2 separate regions of the Mus musculus genome follow, and region 2 is linked to region 1. Evidence: chromatin contacts called from public Micro-C data. All regions are on one chromosome and are shown on one strand. Each heading gives the region's core, a stretch centred on a gene start, on an enhancer-like site or on the middle of the called end of the contact. The rest is flanking DNA. Distances are from core to core; before and after follow the strand shown.

What was found. A called contact is a pair of places that touch in the nucleus more often than the background predicts.
Region 2: a contact with region 1 is called in a Micro-C map of embryonic stem cells, with 3 times the contacts expected there. The contact joins the promoter of Cby3 here to the promoter of Rnf130 in region 1. A contact is called at or near these places in 5 of 39 promoter capture datasets (the C10 cell line, embryonic stem cells, hematopoietic stem and progenitor cells and 2 more), 3 of 484 Hi-C or Micro-C datasets (all in embryonic stem cells), 1 of 115 datasets of contacts at active chromatin or transcription factors (bone marrow-derived macrophages) and 3 of 9 other capture datasets (adipose tissue, embryonic stem cells and liver).

Annotation. Positions count from the first base shown.
Region 1 is chr11:50,023,965-50,026,655 of GRCm38.p6, forward strand. Rnf130 (ring finger protein 130) reads left to right here and starts at 1,367. Exons shown (of 9, transcript NM_021540.4): 1 at 1,367-1,683. The coding sequence starts at 1,437.
Region 2 is chr11:50,356,405-50,359,095 of GRCm38.p6, forward strand. It overlaps Cby3 (chibby family member 3), which reads left to right and starts at 1,357. Exons shown (of 2, transcript NM_029691.1): 1 at 1,357-1,399; 2 at 2,636-2,691. It overlaps Mir804 (microRNA 804), which reads right to left and starts at 1,475; the gene lies at 1,381-1,475.

The DNA of each region.
Region 1 (2,691 bases), core at 117-2,616:
AGGGTAGCTCACTGACAGGCATCTGAGGGCTCTATTCAGACTTCAGCCCACATCCTCCAGGAAGCCCCCCACACCCAAGTACCCTAAACACTACATTCTCATTTCCCATATACTGTTACACCAGTAGTTCTCAACCTTCCTAATGCTGTGACCCTTTAATACAGTTCTTTATGTTGTAGTGACCCCAACCATAAAATTATTTTCGTTGTTTACTCCTTCCTCTACCCTGGTTTTGTATCAGGTGTGTGTGGACTTCTATCACTTCTCGTCAGGGGCATCAGCACCCCACACACTAAAAACCCTTGCTAATACCATACACATTTTTAGCAAAGGGAAGATTAGACCAACAAATGGGAGGGGAAAGGAGATTCATATTAGAGATAGTCTGATGCAGGCTCCAAACATAGCCTGTGACTCTTTGGCAGGCACCTCCGGGGTCTCATCCTGAGAATAGGTACTGGGGTCCATTTCACCCAGTGAGGAGAGGCCCAATTACTGAAGAAACAGAGCAGAGTCCTTGTTAAATGCCGTGGTACTATGCCATTTTACAAAAAGGAAGTGAAGGCCTGTGGCTCTGGGTATTCTGGGGGCGGGGAGGGGGGAGTGGGGGAAGAGGACCATACCAACCTGATGAAGTTAACATCCGTCTCTAACAGACCTTGCTAACCACTCAGATGCCTTATTGGGTCCAAGTCTACTGGGCCCCAAACGCAAAGGCACTCTCCCGACTGATGTCAATTATTGTACAGCATGCAACCAACCCAGTGGAAATGTTAGCTCTCACAGACATTTAATTTAAAACCTTAACGATTAGCTTAGTTTCTTTTAGTGGTATCTCCAACATCTCTATAGGTTCTTGGAAAGCTTCACAGATCCAGGTCATAGCGGGGTATGAAGCCCGGGGCAGTTCACTGAACCCAGTGCCAGCAAGCAGGTGACTGGACCGCCCCTGGCCCTCGTGCGGGAGGGCGGGAGCAGGCAGCGCCTATTGCGCACGCGCAGCGGACGGGTTTGCGCATCGGGCTTGCGCGTTGCCGCTCTGCTGGAGGGAATGGGGCGGCGGCGGGCACGCGCCTGAGGCGGCGTTGCTGACCCTCCCCGAGCAGTGGGGACCACTCCTTCCCACCACTCCGAGTCCTCTCAGGGGCCCTGTCCGCAGGCCTAGTCCCTGGGCATTCCAGGTGCCCTGACAGCACACGGCCTGACGCGCCGTCCTTCCCCTGAGAGATCCACGGGCGCGCACTCGCGCGCGGGCCGCGGACGTGAGGGCGGCGAACGGCGGAGCCGCGGCGCCGAGGAGGGCCGTGCTCGTGCCCGGCTCGTTTCGAGGCGCGCGCGCGCTCCCGCCGCAGCCCGGGCCGCGCCCGCCCCGCCTCTCAGCACCGGCCCCGGAGCCCGGTCCGCGAGCGGCGGCGGCGGCGGCGGCCGGAGGGACCATGAGCGGCGCGGCGCGAGCGGGCCCGGCCCGGCTCGCGGCGCTGGCCCTGCTGACTTGCAGCCTGTGGCCGACGCGAGCGGACAACGCGAGCCAGGAGTACTACACGGCGCTCATCAACGTGACGGTGCAGGAGCCCGGCCGCGGCACCCCGCTCACGTTCCGCATCGACCGCGGGCGCTACGGGCTCGACTCACCCAAGGCCGAGGTCCGCGGCCAGGTGCTGGCACCGCTGCCCATCCACGGAGGTGAGGCCGGAGCCGAAGCCCGAAGCCGGGCGGGGGTCGCGGGGGCGGCGTGGCCGGGGGTCTGCGCGCCGTTCGGCCGCCGGCCCAGGGGGCTCGAGGTCCTCGCGCTGTGGAGCCTGGCCTGCTCCCCGCTGAGGAAAGAGGCTCCAGAAACCCTGCTGCATTTCACCCTAAAACTAAAAGAGAGCGAGACTTAGAACGTCCTCCTCTTTTTCATTTAGTTAGCTTGTTTACTGGAGGGCACTGGAATGCGAGTTTTCAGGGACAGTTGAGACAAAGGAGGTGGTGCAGGGGCGCAGAACTAGTTCATGGTGGACGAGATGCTTAACCTGTTTTTTGGAATCGGTAGGTTTGTTCCTGAAATCCCACGGATTTAACACTGCAGTGAATCTCTAGGGATCAGAGCCCCCCCCCCCATCTACTCCCCCTCCCCCTCCCTCTCCCCCCAGTAGTGGCTAAGGGGAGAGGGTCCCTGTTGCTTTTGGTTTTCTCTGGCCCCGATAGTTGTGCTGTCATGAAACGCTAGAGATTTTCACATTATAAAGAATGTGAGAGTAGCTGAACTAGTAGCCAAGTCTTTGGTCACGGGTGCCCATCCAGAAGGAAAAAAGGTAAAATGATCAGGAATCGTCTTTGAAGCCATTTGATTTAGCCTTGGCGTTCCCTTTGTGTATGCTGGCTGTGAATTCTTAATGATTTGGTGTAAACTGGTATTTGTTAATTACTGGCCGTGTTTTAAAGGACATTTCTCCGTGGAGTGTGACATTTGGGGACTTTGGCAGGCTGGACTTCGGGGAGATGTCTCCCATCTTCTATATCCTCCCGTTCTCACCTTACAATGTTGAGAGGATTAAAAACCAAAATTGCTATTCGTGTTCAGATGACCTAATCTAGGCAATAGTGTTTGCTTTTATAGTCTAAAATATTAAAATATGCTCTCTGAGCTCGGTATTTGTATAACATATATTAAGCAGTTGTTGTTGAGGCATACTGGCTTGGGGCATAAGG
Region 2 (2,691 bases), core at 107-2,606, 330 kb after region 1:
AGAGCAATACCAGATTCCTTATGCTCACCTCCCATCCACCCCATTGCCAAGAATGTTGGCTTAAGGTACTGTGTGCCACAGCCTATAGGCTGGAGCTGCTCAGGAGACTAAGATGGGAGGAGGATCACTTAGGCCTAGGAGATTTGAGCCAGCTTAGGCTAACAAAGTGAGATCAGGTCTCCAAAAACCCAAGTAAGGGGCCTGAGATGGCTCAGTGAGGGAGGGGCCTGCTGCACAAGCCTGAGACCCTGAGTGCAGAACCCCAGTTCTCATGGGATTGAGTGAGTGTGGCAGCCTGCATCTCTAACCCCAGTGCTGACACGGGACACTGACACACACAATCTGCAGGGTACAGCAATGTCTGTCTGGAACTTAAGGGAGAGACAGAATGAGTAAGATCCCTCTGCCCTATCTTCATTAATACAACACATGACTTTCATAGCTGGCCAGAAGTCGAGTGGTACCCAACTCCCACCTTGTTCACAGAGTGCATCTCTGGGAGCTCTCTCTCACCTTTGATGTCACTACAACTCCAAGAAGACACTTCCCTGGCAAAGGTGGGGGTAGAAGATCCCTACAGCTTTTTGGCCAGCTGGCCTTTTGACTCTGCTAACTCCAGGTTCAGTGAGACTCTGACTCAAAAAATAGGGTGGAAGACCAGGCAGGTTGGTGCACTTTTGATCTCAGCACTCTAAGGCAGAGCAAGTGGATCTCTGTGAGTCTGAGGCCAGCCTGGTCTACAGAGCTAGTTCCAGGATAGCCAGGACTCCATAAAGATACCCTGCCTTTATGTTTATAATAAGTAAACAAACAAGTAAGGTGAAGAGTGATCAAGAAGATACTGGAGGTTAGCTTTTGGCCAGAGGTCACACTACCCATACTCCCACCTTCCACATAGAAGCCAGAAACATATGATTATAATCCGGCTGGAAGGCTAAGGCAGGAAGCAGGCAGATCCCTTTGTTGTTGTTTTGTTTTGTTTTTCCAGATAGGGTTTCTCTGTGTAGCCCTGGCAGCCTTGAACCAGGCTGGCCTCGAACTCTTGAAACCCACCTGCTGCCACTGACTGGCTCAGGAGGATTCTTACTAGCCTGGGCTACAGGGTAACCTGGGCTATCCTGTCTCAAAAGGACCTAAATCAAAACAAAGATTTAAACAAAATGAGGGGTGCGATTTTATGATTGAACGTCTTCCCTCCCCCAGAACAGTGCCTGGAGCACAGTCAATGCTCCGGAAACTTCCCGTAACTGAACACACTTCACTGTCTACACCACCTCTACCCTAGGAGGCCTGGCAGGGAGGCATTGTGAGTCACAGCTGGCAGACAGGTGGGTGCCATAACCCAGAAATGGGGCCAGGCCTGGGACAGCAGCTTGGGCACCGCCACCACATCTTCCAGGTGAGGAACAACTCACAAGGAATGTCAGGAAACAGTCTACTGGGGAAGTTGTAACCTCAAAGATGGATGTGTAGGGACTTCCAGAGACTCGCTCCATGAGTTAAATCAGGGGGTGGGGGAGAACACCTGTCTCTGCCCACCTGCACAATTCTGTTGGGTTTAATGAAGGTGTGGCAAAGGAAACCCGACAGCAGTTTTCACTCCTGCCCTCGATGGCAGGAGAGGTATTTGAAAAACCACACTGTAGAATCAGCACTTTATAGGTGTTGTGAGAAGAGTTAGGAAGCAAGTAAGATGGGTTCTGGTAGTTATCTGGGCTTTAGATTCCTATCAGTAGTTGGCTAGGAACAAAAGTTAACTCTAGTGTGCAGCATTCTAGTTACTTGAAAGCTAAGTATGGGTCTAGGCTAAGGCACCTACCTGTCTGTCCTATGATGTCATTGATTACACTGGATGTTAATACACGCCTTTCCAGCTGGACCAGGAACATCTTGAGGATAGACAAAGGCTGTGCTTGTGGTATCCTCTGTGCAGGCCAGACCTGGCATGGAGCAGGTGCCAGTGCTAGAATGTGCTAGACATCTCACCAGACAGATGCTCTGCCGAGTTCACACTAACCCTGACTTTGCAGCCATCAGCAGCCTCCCTTAAAGAATGACAACCACAATGTTCAATTTCCCTGTACTGTACCGAAAAATGCCCTCTGGCTCACCTTTCTAGCCTACGTTTCTGCTATTCTCGGAACCAATCCTATTTGTCGGCTCTTTCATGCATCTGGAACATGACAGCCCTTTGCCTCACAGCTGTCAGCAAGAAAAGGCCTGTCCTACTTGCTTGGCTACTGATCTCTACTTGTGGCCCCCTACCTGTGGTCTCTTCCAGCATTTCAGAGAACGTGGTTTCTGGGCCTTTACATTATCTCTTTTTTTGTTTGTTTTTCGAGATAGGGTTTCTCTGTGTAGCCCTAGCTGTCCTGGAACTCACTTTGTAGACCAGGCTGGCCTCGAACTCAGAAATCCACCTGCTTCTGCCTCCCAAGTGCTGGGATTAAAGGCATGTGCCATCACTGCCCAGCCCTACATTATCTCTTACACACCTACATCCTAGATAAAGGGTCCCGGGGAGGTAATTTTGGTGAACACGGCTGGTGTGACTATGCAGGAATGGGCTCCCCTACTAGCCTACAACTGCAGAGTCTAGCCTGAGCAGGCCGCTCACAGGCCATTTGCTTTCCAGCAGTGCCACTGGCTCGCCTTCACCATTCCAGAACATCAGGGTTCCAGACACCCGCG